Linked DNA regions of Ovis aries: region 2 is linked to region 1. Evidence: chromatin contacts called from public Hi-C data. All regions are on one chromosome and are shown on one strand. The core of a region is the stretch at or near the end of the contact, and the rest is flanking DNA. Distances in the headings are between cores, read along the strand shown. Region 1 holds the start of TIGD3 (tigger transposable element derived 3). Region 2 has its middle 23 kb from the start of SCYL1.

Region 1 (3,285 bases), core at 493-2,992:
GGGAGAGGAAAGCAGGCTAGAGGCTGAGGATTCGGCACTCTAGACCCGGGGTTAAAAAGTCTATTGGATTTCAAAGAACTGAAGTCTACCAAGGAAAGAAATACTACTAAATCTTGACTTTAGGAACTTGAGTCTTGCCCAAAAGGTACCAAAACTAAAAAATTAATCTCCACGTGCCCTAACTCAGCTAGCCCCAAGCAAGTAAGTCTTGAAGGAGGAGACAGAACAGGCTCCATTTTGAGAGCAGGACTCCATCTTGGGCTGGACTGTGGGCTTGGAGCTCTATGTCCAGTATCTGAAACGACATACCAATTGGAAAACCAGACCCCCTGATGGAAGAGCCCCAGGGCTCATACCTAGACTCTCTGTCACCTGAAAGAATACCCTTATTACATACCAATTGGAAAACCAGACCCCCTGATGGAAGAGCCCCAGGGCTCATACCTAGACTCTCCATCACCTGAAAGAATACCCTTATTATCTGTGTAACCCAATAGAGTCATAAATTTTATTATGCTTATTGGGGTATGACCACAGGCCTGTTGATAATTCTCCACTGTTAACCATGTAGGCTTAAGGCATATGAATCACGGGTTAACTTTGTATCTTTCTTTTCCTTTGTTCAGACTAGTTTCAGGGAATTTGGTGAGGTGGGTTTGGGCAGATATACTTAGGGTATTGTAGCCACGCATTCCGGGAAACAAACTCACTCAGAAGGACAATGCAGATAGTGGAGGGCAGTTTATTGCACCGGCGGGCCCAAGGCAGAGTCTCCTCTTAGCCAAGGACCCTGACCAGTTTTTGTGAAAACCTTAAATACCCTAAGTGTACGTGCCCAAACCCACTTCCCCAAATTCCCTGAAACTAGTCTGAACAAAGGAAAAGAAAGATACAATCAAAGTTAACCCGTGATTCATATGCCTTAAGCCTAGGTAGTTAACAGTGGACAATTATCAATAGGCCTGTGGTCATACCCCAATAAGCATAATAAAATTTATGATTCCATTAGATTATACAGATAATTAGGGTATTCTTTCAGGCGGCAGAGAGTCTAGGTATGAGCCCTGGGGCTCTTCCATCTGAGGGGTCTGGTTTTCTAGTTGGTATGTCGTTTCCATAGATACTGGGCATAGAGCTCAAAGTCCACAGTCCAGCCCAAGATGGAGTCCTGCTTTCAAGATGAAGCCTGTTCTGTTTCCTCCTTCACAGATATATAAGGTTTTCACAAAAACAGGTCGGGGTCCTTGGGTAAGAGGAGACTCTGCCTTGGGCCAGCTGGTGTAATAACCTGCACTCCACTATCTGCATTGTCCTTCTGAGTGAGTTTGTTTCCCAGAACGCGTGGATACAACAGTCTGTTGTACCTTGGCTGACCGACCTGAGGTCAGTGCTGTCCATGGTAACATCTTTTGTGTGGCTTATAACTTGCTTCTATTTTTTAAAGATCACTGGGTGAGAGGAACGAGATCTGTTTGGTAGATGAGGAAGCTGCCTAGGGTCACGGCCAGGAAGACGTCCTGCGTCCACGCTGCCGAGTCCTGTCAGGCTCTGAGGGCCGGGTCCTCTGAGGCTGGCGGCGCATCCAGGACTCCCGCCGCGACCAGTCTCCGCCTCGCCACCCCTTCTTGCAGAAAGCTCCGTCCCCCCGGGGACCTGACGACCCGCCACTTTCTCAATGTCCAATGAGACTTAGCCGGGGGCGGGACCGAGTCCACCGGAGGCCAATCTAATTGGTTCGGGGCGGGGCTGCGGCGGGTGGGAGCTGAGCGGCGGACCGCGGTCTTCCCAGCCTGGAGAGACCCCCGCGCGGGCTGCGCGCAAAGGGTGCGCGCGCCCGCCGCCCGCGCAGTCCCTCTGTCCGCTCGGCGCGTCCCTCTCCTGCTCTCCGGTAGCCGCCGGGAGAGGGGCTCGAGAGTCCGGCCCTAGCCAGGGCCGCGGGACGAGCGCCTGAGGTGGGTGCGGAGCGGAAGGGCTGGAAGCAGGGAGGCGGGGAGGCCGGGCAGGCAGATGACTGGGTCCGCCCTGACGATGGACTCCGGGTCACCAGAGGGAGAGGCCGGCCGAGTTGCGGAGCCCGACTCCTGGCCTGCCTGGGTCCCGGACGCTTGTTCCCCCGCCCTCCCAGGCCACAAGCCTCTCCGCCGAGGACAACCCGCCCCTCTCGCTGCCCGCGGCCTCCTAACCCCTCCTGCCCTTTGTCGCCTGTGCACCTGCCTTTCGGCCTTGTGCTCCCACCCACCCCCTCTCCAGCCCGGACCCCGGCCCAGCCTTTCCTGCTCAGGACCCAGCCCCAAATTAGACTTGCTTCTTCAGCCCCTAGTCCGTCCCTCTTTGTCGTCTGTACACCTGTCCCCCCAACTCTGTTCATTCACTCCACCACCCTGCCCCCAACATTTTCATCTAAATTCAGCCTAGGCCCACCGCCCCTCCCCATCCTGGGGATTCCTCCCGCCCGCTCTGATTATCCCGTACACCTGCCCGCCTCGGCCCCAGCCCCCTGTCCTCCCCCGTCCACGCTCCTTTGTTGTGTCTGCAGCTGTCCCCTCGGCTCTATTCATCCTTCTCCCGCAGACCCCTTTCTCCCTCTGACCAGGGGGCCACCCCCTCCAGGCTCCATTCTGTCATTCTTCCCATCAGTGCCCGGCCCACTGCCCACCCAGCCTGGCCTCTTCCCTTCCTTTCAGCCCAGCCTTCTCACTTCCTACCCAGGGTACCCTCACCCTCTCCCAGCTGGTCCAGCCTTCCCTGGACTGCCCCCCCCACCCCGCCCCTCCACACCAACCTGTCTCCCTGCCCCATATACTCTCTTTTCCTTGCTGCGCTCCTCTCCTAACCCGCGTGGCCTCCACCGTCGGTCCCCTGCTCACCCTTTCCTCCCCGCCCAGGTGCCGCTGAGAGGCCATGGAGCTGTGTGGCAAGAAGAAGCTTCATGCCCTGTCCCTGGCTGAGAAGATCCAGGTGCTGGAACTCCTGGATGAGTCCAAGATGTCCCAGTCGGAGGTGGCCCGGCGCTTCCAGGTCTCCCAGCCTCAGATCTCCCGCATCTGCAAGAATAAAGAGAAGCTGCTGGCGGACTGGTGCAGCGGCACGGCCAACCGGGAGCGCAAGCGCAAGCGGGAGTCCAAGTACAGCGGCATCGACGAGGCTCTGCTCTGCTGGTACCACATTGCCCGGGCCAAGGCCTGGGACGTGACGGGGCCCATGCTGCTCCACAAAGCCAAGGAGCTGGCCGACATCCTGGGCCAGGACTTTGTGCCCAGCATCGGCTGGCTGGTCCGCTGGAAA
Region 2 (3,285 bases), core at 281-2,780, 130 kb after region 1:
TTGGCAGACAATGTGCATTGAGGCTCTTTCTTTGGGGGAGTGAGCATTCAAAGGAATGCTTGAGTACCTTGTATATATATATATATATCCCTGTGCTTGTCCTAATATTTGGCTGTTTTCATAGCAGCTGTTAATGAAGCCTGAACCTCAAGTGATGCTTGAAGGGGAGGGAAAGGGGGAAAGCGGGCAACCACTTTTCCCTAGCTTTTCCAGAAGCCTGTTAAAAACCAAGGTCTCCCCACAAGTGACTTCTCTGCCACATCGCCACCCTGTGCCTTTGGCCTAGCGCAGACCCTTCACCCCTCACCTCGATGCTGCTGGTAGCTTGGATCCTTGTGGGCATGATCCATAATCGCTTTTAAGGTAATTGCCAAGGTCTTCCGGTGGGCTGCACTACTAGAAAAGACCATTAACTTACCTGCGGACAGGTAATGATATTTAGACCACAACTAAAAAGCTCTTAAAGTGTTATAGATGTGTGGCATTGTCCAATGACTAAAAAAAACATTTCAACCAGTAAGTGGAGAAACAGCATCTAAGAACTGTCATATTGGGTGGGAGAGTACACTTATGAGCTGACAGGTGTTTTGGCAGTTGAGAGGGCTGTTGGGTGGGATTGCAAAAATTCTCTGCTAAGACTTTTTCAGGTGAACATAACAGACTTGACCAAGCTAGCATCTTAGCTGAAGCAGATTCTCCAGTGCTCTTCAGTAGGGTTACTTAAAAAGGTTTTTCTTTTCCTGAGAAAACAAAATCTTTTTTGTTTTCTCAGGTTTTGCTTTTTTGCCTTTTCTTATCTTAAAAAAAAGCAAAAGATGCTGGTGGTTGGCACTCCTGGTTTCCAGGACGGGGTTCGAATCCCTGTGGCGTCTTTGCTTGACTTCTACTCTCCAGACTCTACATTTTCCTCATTTTTCAGATGCTAGGCCCTAAAATTAGGGGAGGTGGAAGAAAATAGCATCAAACTCTGCCTTTGTGTTTACATGAGAACGTAATGTAACTATCATGCCTCTAATTTGCAGATATTCCTCATGCAGTTAGTGTTTGGAGAAGCCTATTTTGAAAACTTGATTACACATGCCAGACTCTTTGCAACCCCATGGATAGCAGCCTGCACCAAGCTCCTCCGTCCATGGGATTTTCAAGGCAAGAGTACTAGAGTGGGTTGCCATCTCCTTCTCCAAGGAATCTTCCCAACCCAGGGATCGGACCCAGCTCTCTCACATTGTAGATAGACGCTTTACCATCTGAGCCACCAGGGAAGTCCCCTAATAAAAATTGAAAAAACTTCATTGGTGTGATTCATTTATGTATATACCAAACTTCTGTTCATGAATAGAAAATGAGTGTGTGTGGGTGTTCCTCCTGGTTCCTATATAAGTGTATGGTTCTGTCATGCAGCCCCATCTCCAGGAAGAGCAAGAATCTAGGGAGGAAAGGGGTGAAATGGGTGAGTGACCTGAAAGACACTTGTTTAAAGACGCCTCCTTTCTGCTGCTTAGTTGCTTGTGAGCTGGGCTGGGATGAAGAGAAACAACTGGGGAACATGGGGAGGGGAGGTGTTAACCACTGACAAAGTAAGGCCAAGCTCTGACAGTAGGTGACTCGGACACAAATCTTTCAGTTGTCAGTTCCCAAGCTGCAAGTTGGTTATGTGGTCACGTGTCCTGTGGAATGACCTTGTATGTTCAGTCGCCAAGTCGTGTCCAACTCTTTGTAACCCCTTGGACTGCAGCATGCCAGGCTTCTCTGTTCCTCACCGTTTCCCAGAGTGTGCTCAAAAACTAGCATCCATTTGAGTCGGTGATGCCATCCAATAATCTCATTCTCTCTCCCCTTCTGCCTTCATTTATTCCCAGTATCAGGGTCTTTTCCAGTGAGTTGGCTCTGCATATCAGGTGGCCAAAAATGGCCTGTATACCAGCAGATAATCCTTTATTTGCAACTGAAATATCCTCTTGGTCCCACCCATTCTCTCAAACCCTAAGATGTCCTAGCTCCTCAGATTGTATTCCCTGCACGGGTAGGTAAAAGGCTCCTTCCAGTAAACCTGGCCAGCTATAGGTCTTCAGACCTAGGTCTAAAGGAGATGCTGTACCTAGCACAGGTCTCCCAGCCTTGGCTATACCCTCGGCCCCTCAGGTTTTTCTGACTGCGCTAGCCCACCAGGCTTCTCTGTCCATGGAATTCTCCAGGCAAGGATACTGAAGTGGGCAGAGGCTTTAGCAAATGAATCTCTGTCCTATATTTCTGAACTCAAGTTATGTGTTGCAAATGGAGAAGCAAGCTCTGACTGGGACACTGGCAAGGTGGGAGGGCTGGAATTTGAACCCTAGCCTCCAACACTTCAACTCTATGGTCTATGTAAGTGCACGAATGTCCTCACATAACTATCCAGGGACTTCCCTGGTGGTGCAGTGGATATAAATTGGTCGGCCAGTGCAGGGGACACGGGTTCAATCCCTGCTGCAGGAAGACTGCACATGCTGTGGACAGCAACAGCCTGCACTCGAGCCCAAGAGTCACAACTGCAGAAGCCTGTGCACCTAGAGCCCACTGTAAGCAGAAGCTCATGCACCTCAAAGAACAGTTGCCCCTGCTGGCTGCAACTAGAGAAAGCCTGCAGGTAGCTATGAAGACTCAGCACAATCAAAAATAATTTGTTTTGAAGAATCAACTGTCCAATTATACGTAACAAGGACCTAGCGTATATAGCACACGGAACTAGTCAATATCTTGTAATAGCCTATAATGGAAAAGAATCTGAAAAAGTATATAATGTATTATGCAATTTATATACACATACATATAATCTTCACTTGCTGTTCACCTGAAGTACAACATTGTAAACCAAATATACTTGAATTAAAAAAATAACTGTCTAGTGGGTCAGCAGCAATCTAATCTCCAACATGATGGTCCCTGGGCTTGGTTAAGTCTTTGTTCTTCCAGAGCTGCAGGACTCCCTGGAAGGACTTACCTGGAGAGCAAAGGAGAAAGAAGAGTGGCTAGGGATTCACCAGGGGCTACATGGTTCCTGGCACTGCTTAGGCTCAAAACTGGCCAGGATCAGGAAATGTCAGCACCAGGGTCAGCAATGAGAAGGGCCAGAGAAGCAGCCTGGAAGTCATTTCCTCCTTGGCACAAAAAGAATGCAGAAGGAGGCCAACATCAAACTTTTCTGAAGGCTATATCCAAGTCAAGGGGCTAGGTCTCAATAATATAAATGAACCCCAGGCAAGTCCTTTATATACCCCTTCAGCTGTACCAAGGGCTTTCACACTG

What was found. Hi-C and Micro-C count contacts between places; a contact is called where the count stands out from the background.
Region 2: a Hi-C map of mixed tissues shows a contact between it and region 1, with 4 times the contacts expected there. The contact joins the enhancer-like site here to the promoter of TIGD3 in region 1. A contact is called at or near these places in 11 of 16 Hi-C or Micro-C datasets (blood, hypothalamus, mesenteric adipose tissue and 4 more).

The regions. Positions count from the first base shown.
Region 1 is chr21:39,998,332-40,001,616 of ARS-UI_Ramb_v3.0, forward strand. It overlaps TIGD3 (tigger transposable element derived 3), which reads left to right and starts at 1,743. Exons shown (of 2, transcript XM_004023478.6): 1 at 1,743-1,952; 2 at 2,886-3,285. The coding sequence starts at 2,902.
Region 2 is chr21:40,124,616-40,127,900 of ARS-UI_Ramb_v3.0, forward strand. No RefSeq gene overlaps it. Among named protein-coding and RNA genes, the nearest start is that of SCYL1, 23 kb to the right of the region's middle. Within about 2 kb of position 1,531, at least 15 of the 54 cell types and tissues checked have an H3K27ac peak or open chromatin away from gene starts, as enhancers often do.